Regions from separate parts of the Mus musculus genome. Here region 1 is linked to region 2. A link is a contact called in public promoter capture Hi-C data. All regions are on one chromosome and are shown on one strand. The core of a region is the stretch at or near the end of the contact, and the rest is flanking DNA. Distances in the headings are between cores, read along the strand shown.

Region 1 (4,114 bases), core at 565-3,064, 110 kb after region 2:
CAAATGCTCAGAGAGAGATTAATGGGGGAGCTTTTTACTCCAGTGTCTCATTTTCCTGGACAGAATGCTGGGAAGGAGGGTTAGAATTCACATTTCTGGGCTATGGAGTGAGTTCTTGTGCTGTAAATAGATTGAAGCCATCTTTGCGTGATGGCTGGAGTTGGGAAAAGGACACCATGCACATCTAGAAGAACACACATAAGCTCCCAGAGAACACAGCTCTGCCTTGCAATTTGAAAAAGGCCTTTGAAGACATCCATGGCTTTGGCAGAGTTCCAGAACCAGCTGGGCTGGAGTGTCCAGCCCAATATAGAATGGCATTGGCAAAGTCTGAAGAGAGTCAGGACACTGTTCCTAGCAAACACGTGTGCGGTCGGCACACATGAACCCTGCTGTCTTTTGGAGACACTTAGAACTATCTAAACAGAATCAATAGACTAAATGGCACTGCAAGAACACAAACATTAATGTCATGCTCATTAGAATTTTTTCCCTTTACCTACTTTGGGACTCAGTTTTCAACACATAATTAATCACTAATTCTAGTGTGCTGGATTGTTGGCAGTATTTTAATTACCAGGAATGGCATTGGCTCAGTTATTTTTGATTAGTGCTTTCTTTGCTTCCTTTCCGAAGAAAAACAATATTCAGGCCCAATTTTGTTTGTGCCTAGTACACAGAAAAGTAGAAACATAGGAAGTAAATAATAGGAAACATTTCATTAAATTATGTATTTATCATTTCTAAGAGTCACTCATCCATCCATCCATCCATTCATCCATCCATTCATTCATTTATTCATCCATTCATTGAGTACTTGATCCAATGTGACTGAAGTGATAAACACAGTCCACAATTCCAAGAAGCTATGATTCTGGTGTATGTTCTGGACACCGAAGGATACACAGATTCATTCAAGCAACACTAAATGCTAATCAAGCTACTATAGAAGACTGGGATCGAGATCATAGTGTGGCCCATAAGGGTGATATTTGCACAAGGGTTTTCTAAACAGCTGATGTATAAGCAAACAGGCTACTGGGTGATATAGTAGAATGGGATACGTAAACATCTATGAACATCTCAGGAAAGAATAAAAGGCATCTAACGTTATGTTCATGTAATGCTTTCAGCAGCGCACAGAAGTCAAGAGCAGAGTGAGGCAGAGAAAAGAGGTAAATGTGTGGTCAGAGATGTAGAGACCAGCTGAGGCTTGAATTATAGGCCCCAGGGGATTTCACTGCACTGTGACAACCACTGAGGTCTCTCTTCTTTATACATTTTATAAAATCTGTGTTCATTCAGATTTCACAATCTTGCTCCTGACTTACTTGTAGTGAAAACCTCCTAAATATACTAGTAACAATGTAACAAGAATTAAGTCTTCAAGTGGCAAATAAGTAACCAGATGGTAAATAAACCACCAGAATGAAATACTTAGCAGGGTATTAAAGCCACTCAAGCATTTAGTGGGCCCTAAAACAGACAGGTGCAACCTCAGCTCCTTCTTTCTTTCTGGCAGGGACTCGACTTGTTCCCTACTCTAAAGCCCCATCTCTTTCCCCAGCCCTGCCTCCCTTGGCTGCACTTGTAGCATGATACGCTCTGCCTCAGGCTCTAAAATTGTTCTCACACATCCATCTCAAAAGTATTTGTCGTCTGTCCTTTATCCAGTGAAGCCCAAGACCAGGACCAGTTGGCCTTCATTAGATCCACCAGGCCTGTTTGTTTGCTCTTTGGAGCTAGGTAGCAATTACCAGCGTTCCAGCTTGCCATATTACCTGATGCCTTCAGCATGAAGTCAGTTAGCGGACAAGAGTGATGAATCACTCTTTCTGTTTAGGTAAGAGAGTAGCCAAAGCTGTCAGGAACAGTTTAGAGGATTCCTATAGTGAAAAGATCAGGCTTCTATTAGTAATCACAGCCCTGGAATTCCTGGAACATGGGCTGGTCTTCTGGAAGATCTATAGCTTTTGTGTTCTCCCAGAGAACTACCCTATCCCCATACTGGACTCTCATTTCAAGGTTTGCCACCAGCTCACCATGCCAACTCAGTATTTGTAAAAATGTGATTTTTTTTTCAAATCATTAACTGTTTTCCTTTTGTTTTTGGTATACACTGTATTTGTTTCTATGGGGGACAGGGGGGATGGGTTGGCCCATTTGTGCTCCCACTCACAAGTAGAGGCCAGGAAACAACCTTGATCCTAGTTTCCTGCCTTTGTCAGTCAGCCTCTGCTGTTGTTTTTTTGCTGCGTAGTCTAGAGAGCTGGCCCTTAAGATTTTCAGGGGCTTTTTTTTTTTTTTTTTGACTTTGCTGCTCATCTCTCTGTAGGAGTGCTGTGGTTACAGATACTGTTGCTATGTAACCAGCTCTAAGATGGGTTCTTGTGACTTGAACTTAGAACTTCACACTTGCAAACCATGCATCTTTACCCACTAAGCTATCCTATAACATCGATGAGCTTTAAAACGGGAGAGTCTTTGTTGCTCTTGTCCTTATTGCTTTTCCCACTCTGACCATATCCTGGGGAAGGGGACTTTTCTTTTCGTGTCCTTATTTGGTATCATTGTAGCTTTTTGTTTATGAACTTCATTTAATTTCTTTTTTCATGGTAAGTCTGCTGGCAATGAATCTGCTTGGCTTGTATTTGCTAGGAAAATGTCATTAGTTGACTTTCATTCTTGAACTAAATTTCATTGCATGTCAATCCTGGGTTGAAAGGTTTGCTTTGTTTTCCCTTTTTTAAAAGATAATTGTTCTATGATCCCAGCACTCAGGAGGATGAAACAGGACAGTCACCTAGGCAACATCCCTCTGCATCAGACAAACAAACAAAACAAATTAAAATTATGTTTCAAGACGTTTCCCTTGGATATTCACTGACAAGAAGTATTGTTATTTCTAATTTTGTGTTTTCTTTTTTGTCCCCATTCAGGCTGCCTTTAATATACATGTGTGCGTAATGTCTTTTTATCTTCTCTGTCGTTTTTGTTTTTTTTTGTTTTTTTGGACTGGGTACTTTTCATTTTGTACACAGGTTGGCCTGAAACCCATGATCCTCTGCCTCAGCCTCTTGAGTACTAGCATTACAGCCATGCACTACTTGCACCTGCAAACAAAAGCAACACCCTGTCCTCCCGAGGACTGGCACCCTTGCAGGACTTTCTCATTGGCCTATGCCTCCAGCTCAGTGCCAGCTGCCCCCATCAGTGGATTTGTGATGTGGACCTGTTGACAGGTCCTGCTTGGGGTCTATTGACATTCTGTGATCCACTGGTTTGTGTTTCTTGGTAAATTTATAATTAGTACTGAAAATCGTTTCCCATGCTCTTCTCCCAGATTCCATTTATATGCATGTCAGAGCACCTAATACCAGGAGTTAGGGATGCTGGCACAACCCTAAGACTAGCACTCTTCAGCAGGGAAGATAGCAAATTAAAGGCTCAAGGCCATCCCAGCCTACAGAGTGAGTTTGCCCCCAGCCTGGGTTACATGAGATACTTTTTAAAATACAAGACAGAAACAAAATACAACAAAAACAACAAAGACCATTTCATATTATATTTCATCAAAGACACTGTTCACTGTCAAAAAATTTCTATTTTCAAATCAAGAAGAAGGAAAACCAACATGTGGATACGTCGTTCCTCCTTAGAATGGGAACAAAATACCTATGGAAGGAGTTACAGAGACAAAGTTTGGAGCTAAGGCTAAAGGATGGACCATCCAGAGACTACCTCACCTGGGGATCCATCCCATAATCAGCCACTGAACCCAGACACTATTGCATATGCCAGCAAGATTTTGCTGAAAGGACCCTGATATAGCTGTCTCGTGTGAGGCTATGCCGGTGCCTGGCAAATACAGAAGTGGATGCTCACAGTCATCTATTGGATGAAACACAGGGCCCCAAATGGAGGAGCTAAAGAAAGTACCCAAGAAGCTGAAGGGGTCTGCAACCCGATAGGTGGAACAACAATATGAACTAACCAGTACTCCCAGAGCTCATGTCTCTAGCTGCATATGTAGCAGAAGATGGTCTAGTTGGCCATCATTGGGAAGAGAGGCCCCTTGGTCTTACAAACTTTATATGCCCCAGTACAGGGGAAT
Region 2 (3,921 bases), core at 1,144-3,643:
TAGAAGACATGTGACAAGAAAATATATTCCTGGTTACTCAGCTAAAATTGGATTGTTATCAAGTATTTAGAAACACTGTAAAATACAGAGTAATAGCCCACAACTTAATGGATCTGAATTCTGAGCTCTGAGCCTATCTATTTAATATAAATGTTTCCATTCTTTTTATTTCAAGTGCCATGTTTCTTTTTTTTTTCCAAACAAATTATGTGCTACACTACAGCCTATTAACTAGCCAGTTTTTATGTATAATCAGTTAATTTTAAATTGACAATAATTCACCATATCTGAGGATCTTACTAATGTGCTGAGGTTAATAAGTAGATTATAGGCAATTAGAAAGGAGGTGTTCTAACAATTCAACAGCTAACTCTCTTTAATATGTCTTACGATAGACATATCCTGTTTCCAAAGAGACTTTACTGTGGTGTATTAATAAAAGAAATGTCTCTATATATTCAGAATAATCACAGCACAATTAATACAAAAATGCTAAGCTGTTGTTATAACAACTCAATTTTAATCTAGTTTTTAAGATAGTCATCACTAGTCAGTTTCCTGTCAGTATGAATAAGAAAAACAAAAATGCCAGGTTTTTCAATGTCTATACCTACTGACTAAAATTTAGCAAATTGTTAACTATGTCTTTTGAGTAATTTTAAAACATATCAACCCTCCAAAACTGACATATAAACAAACACACTACACAGAGATATCTAAACCTGACAGTAACATTTTCTGACTTAATATTCCAAAAAATCAGAAAGGTTTTTATTTTATATAAGAAATAACTGGCTTTTGATATCAATTTGGAAATACTTCAGCTTTAGTATATTATTTACTACTGGTAAAATTTTTAGTTTATCTTTGTCTTGTGACACTGTTGACTGACTGATCAAAATTAATTTCCCCAAGCATTTCGATGTTTAGCCACTGCACAGCAAGCCTAACCCATCTTACACAGCTTACAAAGCTTTAGCAACGCAACAACTACTATAAGGCAATTCACTAAAACAGCAATGCAAACCAAATTTACTGACAACACTGCTTTTCTAAATTACAAATCTTTTGCAAAATTAAGTTAATTTTTGCAAAAACTGAGGATTCATGCTGTTTATTCATATATAAATCACCATATCTGCTTTCCAGTAATGTAGATACTAACTTTGTCACGTGTGTTTTCTGTAAAGAGAAAAGCATTTTAAACCATTATTTGAATACACCATTAATGTTTGCATCTTTTGAGGCTGATTCTTCAAAACACCACATACAAACTGTTAATGTTGCAGCCAAAGAAGACTGAAATTAATGGAGGATACACAAAAGGACTTACCTCCTGAGAGCAGTGGCACATTATAATGCAGGACATGTGGACAGTGAAACGCAAATCAGTTAATCTATTTCGTGTAAGGCAGTTTGTTTCTAGTCAGGAATGTAAACCCTGTTCTATTCTTCATGGAGTAAAAGTGTAGCAGAGAGGAGCAGCATGCCAAGAGCAATAATTTATCCACAGAAGGAAGATTTAAATTTCTTTTAAAATGCCTTGATCATTGTTAGTTATAAGAACAGTTATGTAGCTGCTAACAGTTACTCTCAGAACTATCACTATGCTAGCCAGACTTCTTACTATACAGGGAATAGCTAGTTTCTATCTTAATAATGATGCAATAAGCCCTTGCTTTTGTCTTTAGTTTGTTGATTCAACACAAATGTGGGTGGGATACTCAGAGAACTGGCAAATTAGCCAGTCATTTCAAATCACTTAAAAACCAGCAGTCTAGATGCTTTGAGGAAAAGACAACTCAGCCATTTACTAACTGTCTCCTCTTAAGCCTTTAAACATTTGGTCATTGGTGTGTGCTATTTTAAAAGTAATTAATAAAGACTAATAGCTCTGAAGTTTACAAGAGGTTTGTTTTACTGATGTCATAAAAATCTGGGATACCTACCAGTAAAACACCCGACAGAAACAGGACAACACATGTGACATGGAGAAAGTGCTCATCAATGCCACAAAACACTAACTCTTCAGGAAAACCCATGACCGACTAGTCAAGTATATGGCTGTTTACTTCTCCAATCGAAATGCAGTAACAAAAATCCCCACTTCATGTCCACCTTAGAATTAGTCAGGCACCAAACTGTGTTCTTACTGTCCTAACATCTGGACAGCATTTGAAATCAAGCTATTTTTAAACACTTTCAGTTTGTCAACGCAAAGCAGTAGCTTGCTTGTTAATGATGCAAAACATGTAATAATCCCCTTTATCCTCAGCTTTATACTGTGCTGACCAGCAGGCATGTGCTGTGTGAATGCTTGCAGACTCATTAAGAAGCTGCCACCACGGTCCTGGGACTAGAGCACAGCCAGATCTGCCTGAAAGAAGCTCTCAATCATCTTGACCTCAATGACTAAGGAAATGCCCAGCAAGCCCAGCTGAAGCCCAGTGTAAGCTCAGTACTCCCTAAAACTTCACTTTTCCTTTACCTCAAAAATACTGGGTATAACATTTCCAGAAGTATGCAAAGGTTTTAGTTAAGACATGTCAACTTCAGTCAACTTTCTGTCTACTCAAACTAGAATTTAATAAATACTTCCATTTGCCGTGGACAAGCATTCAAGAGGCAACATCTGATTACCTAGTTTTATTATTCTAGTATCTATTGTCAAAAAAGAGACATACAACAAAAATACAGCCAAACATACAAACATATTCTCTTCCTTGGATAAAGGAGACATAACATTCTTCAAAGGGCACTAATTAACTTCATTGTCTATATCAATACTTAAAAAACAAACAAACAAACAACTACAACCACAGAGCCACACATAACCGACCAGTGGCTCTTCTTGCTCCCTGTACAGCAGCCTGGAGCCTTGCCACCTCCTCTTTGAAAGCCCAGGAGCTGTCATGGCAACAACATTACAGAAAGCACATCCTCTTCATTAAGAGAGTTAACATTCCAGAGGGGTTAGAGCTCCCAGAATGGGTCTACACACAATTATTTTAATTATAAATATCCTGGAGACTTGCATTGGCAAAGCCCATCACAAGTGCATAGTATTTCCCTTTAAAAGTACATTTTGTCGCAACAAATCCAAACAAAATTGTGCATAGATCATTTTGCCTGCAAATAACTTCACCTAAAAGAAATAAATTAGCTACCTAGAAATAATGGCTACGAAAGCATATATGCAACAATAAAACTTGGGGCTTTGAATAGTTTAATATGCTCAAAACAGTTTTTAAAATGTAATCCCTAAATGCTCTAAGCTGCCTCATACAGATACTTGAGTCAGAAGTGATTTGTTTTCAGCTTTCTAGACTACTTCCTGGAGGGAAAGATCAATACAAACCCATTTCCTCTCTCCTTAAGGAGGTGTAGGCATGCTAAGAACAATTACAATCATACTGCTTAAACCTTTGGTGATAAAAAAAAACAAAAGGAAATTTTGAGAAACAAAATTAGAAGATTTGCCTTGCATTATAAGTGCCAACTGCTCAACACTGTAGGACCATGGAGGGCAGAGTTGTAGAGTATGTTACATGCTCAGAACATACCAAAATGCATAATCAAGTTCTGATTAACTTGTAACTGCTTTGTACAGTACTTTGTAAATAAATGAAAGCCACTGTTAGTGCAGCAAATAGAACTTCGTCTTCCTTCAAAGAACGGCTGAAGAGAAAGGACATTGTTTCCTAAAAATTACCTGAAAGAAGAGTTTTGAAAAGGACAGAAATCACCCTGGACCACCTACCCATTTTGCTGCTTAATGTCACCCTGGGATCCTCTTCTCTGTCCCTCTGCTAGCTCCTGAGCAGACTCGGAACACACGCTGGTGACTGTGGGCTGCCGTGGGACATTAACTGCAGGTTTACCAGTGTTCGGTGGAGATGAACACTGGTCAGCACTAAGATT

What was found. Capture Hi-C pulls out chosen DNA fragments and counts their contacts.
Region 1: a contact with region 2 is called in a promoter capture Hi-C map of adipose tissue. The contact joins two enhancer-like sites. A contact is called at or near these places in 21 of 484 Hi-C or Micro-C datasets (B cells, CD4 T cells, ECoMG-derived neutrophils and 15 more), 10 of 115 datasets of contacts at active chromatin or transcription factors (the NIH/3T3 cell line, T-cell acute lymphoblastic leukemia, embryonic basal ganglia and 6 more) and 5 of 9 other capture datasets (adipose tissue, embryonic tail, embryonic trunk and 2 more).

Annotation. Positions count from the first base shown.
Region 1 is chr3:142,422,142-142,426,255 of GRCm38.p6, forward strand. No RefSeq gene overlaps it. Among named protein-coding and RNA genes, the nearest start is that of Gm33189, 9.5 kb to the right of the region's middle. Within about 2 kb of position 1,815, at least 29 of the 459 cell types and tissues checked have an H3K27ac peak or open chromatin away from gene starts, as enhancers often do. A contact at or near this core is called in adipose tissue, where this site is marked.
Region 2 is chr3:142,308,363-142,312,283 of GRCm38.p6, forward strand. Pdlim5 (PDZ and LIM domain 5) reads right to left here. Exons shown (of 13, transcript NM_019808.3): 5 at 3,761-3,921. Among named protein-coding and RNA genes, the nearest start is that of Pdlim5, 85 kb to the right of the region's middle. Within about 2 kb of position 2,394, at least 66 of the 459 cell types and tissues checked have an H3K27ac peak or open chromatin away from gene starts, as enhancers often do. A contact at or near this core is called in adipose tissue, where this site is marked.